2 separate regions of the Sus scrofa genome follow, and region 1 is linked to region 2. Evidence: chromatin contacts called from public HiChIP or PLAC-seq data. All regions are on one chromosome and are shown on one strand. Each heading gives the region's core, a stretch centred on a gene start, on an enhancer-like site or on the middle of the called end of the contact. The rest is flanking DNA. Distances are from core to core; before and after follow the strand shown. Region 1 holds the start of OXTR (oxytocin receptor). Region 2 holds the start of CAV3 (caveolin 3).

Region 1 (2,700 bases), core at 104-2,603, 36 kb after region 2:
AAGGACCTTGAACTTGGGTCTGGGTTGTAAAGTCACCGCTCCCAATCTCTAACCAGGTGAAAAAAGCAAATCACTGAAAACTTGGTTCTTGATCCATGATAGTGAATCAAATACCTCATATGTTGCCCAAAGGCTGTGCGAAGAATTTTATGCGCATTTTTACATACATTCCCCTACTTCTGGGAAAACCTGGCACTTTTACCATCATTGCCATCTTACAAAAGCAGCAATCAAGGCTCAGAGAAGTTATAATCAAAATCACTTGGCCAGCGGATAAAAGAACCATAACTCAAGCCCAGGTCTGTAAAGTTCCAAAACCCGATCTCCCCCATGAGGCCCCGAGAACGCTGGACATTCAGAAGCAGCAGGACTAGCCCGCTCCGCCCCGCTCCCTCCTCCCGGTTTCCCGTCCGCCCTACCTTCCTTGGGCGCATCGGCGTCCCAGACGCTCCACATCTGCACGAAAAAGAATGGCGTCCAGCATACGATGAAGGCCAGCACAATGATGAAGGTCATCTTGACGGTGCGGATCTTGGCCTTGGAGATGAGCTTGACGCTGCTGACGCGGGCCAGAGCCGCTCGGCCCCGGCTGCCCGCCGCCGCGCCCTCGGTTCCCGCGATCGCCTCCGCCGCTTCCGCCGCAGTCTTGAGCCGCAAGTTCTGCCAGATCTTGAAGCTGATAAGGCCGTAGCAGGCGGCGAGCACGATGACCGGCACGATGTAGACCGCAAGTGTGATCCACGTGATGTAGGCCTTGGGCCCCCAGGGCTGGATGAAGACGGCCCAGCAATCGAAGACGCCGTCGGCCACCTCGCGCAGCGAGAAGATGTGCACCTGCGGCGCGCTGGCCACCAGGCAGCCCAGCCATGTGGCTAGCACTGCCAGACGATCCGCGCGGCGGCGCAGCGCGCGCAACGGCTGGCAGATGGCCAGACAGCGGTCGAGCGACATGAGCAGCAGCAGGTAAGTGGAAGCGAACATGCCCACCACCTGGAGGTACTTGACGAGGCGGCACAGCAAGTCGGGTCCGTAGAAGCGGAAGGTGATATCCCACAGTAGCTGAGGCAGCACCTGGAACACCGCCACCACCAGGTCGGCTATGCTCAGGTGTTTCATGAAGAAGAAGAGGCGCGAATGCTTGTGGCGCGTGGTGCGCAGCGCCAGCAGCACGCACGCATTGCCGCTCAGAGCTAGGAAGAGAATGAGGCACAACACCGCCACCTCCACACGCGCCAGGGCCTCGTTGCGCTGCGGCGGCCCGGCGGTGCGGTTGCCCTCGGCCTCTGGCGGCGCCGCGCTCGAGTTGACCGCCTCGGCGCTCCAGTTGGCTGCAAGCACCCCCTCCATGACCGTGGCCGCCGCCGTGCGCCCCTGGCCTTCCAGCCTTTTAAAGCGTGGCGCGCGGGGCGGGGCCCGACGCGCAGTCCCGGCGTGTCTGGGGGCGGGGTAGGGGCTCCTGGGTTCCACTCCCTGAGACTTCTTGGGCAGGTCTCCTGAGTCGGACTCTGAAACAAACCCCAAGGGCCGTGAAAAGACCACGCAATTCTCTCCCAACGGAGGTGTGGCTCAGCTGTCCCCTTCCCAGGAACCCCAAATCATCTGGGGCTATCGCCACAACAGCTGACCCTGGGGTAGCTCAGCTGCCACCCTGGAATCCCCGTTTGAGGTACCTCCTCTGAGACACTATAAATGAGCGGGAATCTACCTCACAGGCAGCTCCTTGAGGTATTTCATGGAAGAAAAGGGAGGGTCCTAATCGGTTTCCTCTGGGACTGGGACTTCTAAGCCAGCCACCTCCCGCAGGAATCCCCCAACTAGCTACCCACCCCCAAAATCCACAGCACAGCCACCTTCCGCGAGACCCAAACCAGCCAACCATCCTAATAAACCTTATTCCAGTAACTCTCAGAAGGGAGACACCCCAAACACCCACTTTCCTGGGAAACTCCAGCTCAGGACCACCTCCCCCATCTCCTGTTTCTAAAACGTTTAGCCATCCACCCCTGAATTTCCACAACAGCTGCTCTTTGCAACCCCAAATCTAGCAGTCCATCCTGGAGGAATTCCTGATTCAATACTTCCCAGGACGCCCCACCGCTGTGCCCAGTTCCTCTCAGGCCTAGACACCTCTCGAGGGGGATCTTCCCCAATCCAGCAGCCTCGAGGGCTGGGAATCCGACGCGTGTCTGCCCCCCCCCCCCCCGCACCCCCGACAGCCAAGGGCTCTGCATCTAGAACCTGAGCAGTCACTTTACAATCTCTGAGAACACCAGCAGAGTCTTCAGGAACTAGAATCACCAGGCCCCCTACCACTTCCACTCGGGGTCCCAGTGGCTCCACCAGCCCCAGCCACCCCATCCACCCGTACGCAGGACCCAGTTACCTGCACCAAGCCGGCAGGCTGGCCTAAAGTTGGCCCCTGAGGAAGTTGTGCCGCCGCGTCGGGCTCCAAAGACGCGTGTGCTCCTAGCCCAGGTTGAGGTGGCTGCAGCCGGCACCCAGTCTGACACGATGCTGAGGACTCGGACTCTGGAACCTGGCTGGAGTCCCCTCTCCTGCAGCCAGGACAGGGTCTGATGCGAGCGAGGAACACCGGCCAGGCTGTGCGCGCGGGCAGCGTCAGGATGCGGCGCTGCCTACTGGTGGCCCGCTTTTCTGCAGCGGGTGACCCGGGGTGCACCACTTAATAGGTCCGCTAGG
Region 2 (2,700 bases), core at 188-2,687:
AGGAGCAGAGCCTGACTGGTCTGTTTATCCCTAGCCATTAGCCAACCCAGAGCAGATGAGTCAGTGGTGATGAATGGAGGCACAGACCCTACCACCGGGGACTCAGAGTCTTCGCCCTTTGTGATGTGGGGGCCTCAGTGATAGCTGGGCTGGAAAGGGACGCAGGGAAACTGAGCAGGTCCCTAAGAGAGGTGCTCCCCACTGACACCTGCACTGTGACTGGGGCCCATGGATATCCTGGAAGCTGACCCTAAGCCGACCCTGGGGACAGGGTGAAGGGCGGCAGGAACATGGACTCCATGTCCCCTCCATGTGACATCCAAAGGCAGAGGAGGGCGGACGACCCCATCAGAGGTACCCTGACCTTTTTGCCCCCAGCCCCACCCTCACACCAGAGTCCATCAGCCCCCCTCTGGGAGAAATCCTCAAAGTGGGAAACCTCAGCCCTGCTTCAGGCCACCAAACAGCAGAGCAGGTACCATCTGCTCCAACGAGAATCCCTTCTGTTCTTTTTTATATATACAATGATTTTTATTTTTTCCATTATAGCTGGTTTATAGTGTTGTCAATTTTCTACTGTACAGCATGGTGACCCAGTCACACATACACGTATACATTCTTTTTTCTCACATTATCATGCTCCATCATAAGTGACTAGATGTAGTTCCCAGTGCTACACAGCAGGCAGCAACCTAGATGGAACTAGAGATTCTCATACTAAGTGAAGTAAGTCAGAAAGAGAAAGACGTACCATATGATATCACTTATATCTGGAATCTAATATGCGGCACAAGCAAAACTTTCCACAGAAGAGAAAATCATGGAGCAGACTTGTGATTGCCAAAGGGGAGTGGGAGGGAGTGGGATGGACTGGAAGCTTGAGGTTAATAGATGCAGACTACTGCCCTTCTGTTCTGAAGCCTTCCCCTCACAAGCTCATCTCCTCCTCTCCTCGGGGGTAGGCAGAGTCCCGATGGTTATTAACATGGTCCCATTTTACATGTGGGCATATGGTGGCCCTGGGGGGGAGGGTCCCCGAGCTCACACAGCCAGCAAGAGGCAGAGCTGGGGACTCAGACCCCTCACTCCCACATTCCCTAAACACAAATCCCAGAGTCCCAGAGCAGCAGGCGGGAGCTGCCAGGTCCTCAGCTTGTGTGTGAGGCCTGGCACCCACGGCAGCCCCCTTTAAGGAGTGCTGGGCCTTCCAGCAGGGCTGCAGTCTTAATTTTAGCTTGGAGGCCTGCCACCGGAGGCTTCAGCCAGAGGCGGGCTGAAGTTATGTGGGACAGCTGTCAGCCGGCACGCTGGGTGGGGCCTATTTAGCCGCCAGGGGCACAAATCTGGGGACACTGAACTGGTGTCCCTGCCCCAGGTCTCTTCAGCCCCGCCGGCCACACGGCTCCCATCTCCTCCCACTGGCCACCCAGCTCCACAATGATGGCCGAGGAGCGCACAGACCTAGAGGCCCAGATCGTCAAGGACATTCACTTCAAGGAGATCGACCTGGTGAACCGGGACCCCAAGAACATTAACGAGGACATAGTGAAGGTAGGCTCGCGGGCCTAGCCCGCACCACCCGCCCCGAAGGTGTTGGGTTGGGTGCTGGCTGGGGGTGGGCTCTGCTCCAGCACAATTGGCTTCCCTGAAAAGAGACCTGTTCTTCTCCCTTCTCCAAATGCCCCCTGCAAATCCAGCTGATACCCCCAAAGAACTTTTAGGGTTAACAAGAGCAAAGAATCAGCTGCATATACCTGACCACCCATCCAGGCAGGAGAGGCAAGTCACAAAGGAAGCTCCTCACAACTCCTGAGGCTCTTCCCATTTGCTCTGGCCCTCGGCTGGGGACAGATGAGGTGGCCAAGCTGGACTCCCTTCTGTGCCAGGGGCATTCTGCGGTCTCCGCAGTGGGCGCGGGGTTAATCTCCAGAGGGTGGCTTCCAGCAGGGCTGCTGGCCCCTCATGGGAGGCCCCCAGCCCCCATGACTTTGCCAGAATCCACTGCCCCAGGCCGGGGGGCTGTGTCCAGTGCTCCTGCCTGCTTCCACCTGACCCCAGGTACGGCAGCCAGGCCAGGGCAGAGGCCCCTCAAAGGGTGCCAGGGCTCCTGAAAGGGAGTCTCAGATGAGGGTTACCCCACCTTCAGGGACTCTCCCCAGAGCCATGCCTGAGTCAGGCCTCTTTCCTCGCCCAAATGCCACAGGCAGCCTGGCCGCCCCCAGGCCCACACCCTCGGTCCACCCTCTACCCAGGAGCCATGGAGCTCTCACTACAGCAGAATTCCTGGGAGCCAGGTGCCCAACCACCAGCATCAAAGTCACTGGAAGGGCCTTTAAAAGGGCAGGTGCTGGGGCCTCCAGGATCCTCTGAATACATCGGAATCACAGACCAGCTCTGTCCAGTAGAAATATAATGTGACCCATTATACAATCACCCTATGTCATTTTAAAATTTTCTAGCAGCCACAACTTTAAAAAGGAAAAAACAGGTGAAATTAGTGTTCACAATATTTTTCATTTAAGTTGCTCTCTCCAAAACAGTATCATTCCAGAGTCCCCATTGTGGCTCAGTAGGTTAAGAATCCCACCAGTGTCCGTCCATGAGGATGTGGGTTCAATCCCTGGCCTTGCTCAGTGGTTTAACGACCCAGTGTTGCCATAAGCTGTGGCGTAGATTGCAGATGCTGCTCAGATCTGGAAT

What was found. HiChIP or PLAC-seq counts read pairs in DNA pulled down with a chosen protein or histone mark.
Region 1: a contact with region 2 is called in an H3K27ac HiChIP or PLAC-seq map of skeletal muscle. The contact joins the promoter of OXTR here to the promoter of CAV3 in region 2. A contact is called at or near these places in 4 of 47 Hi-C or Micro-C datasets (heart right ventricle, psoas muscle and skeletal muscle) and 1 of 2 datasets of contacts at active chromatin or transcription factors (skeletal muscle).

The regions. Positions count from the first base shown.
Region 1 is chr13:65,152,127-65,154,826 of Sscrofa11.1, forward strand. OXTR (oxytocin receptor) reads right to left here and starts at 1,354. Exons shown (of 3, transcript NM_214027.1): 1 at 420-1,354. The coding sequence starts at 1,347.
Region 2 is chr13:65,116,431-65,119,130 of Sscrofa11.1, forward strand. CAV3 (caveolin 3) reads left to right here and starts at 1,438. Exons shown (of 2, transcript NM_001037149.1): 1 at 1,438-1,551. The coding sequence starts at 1,438.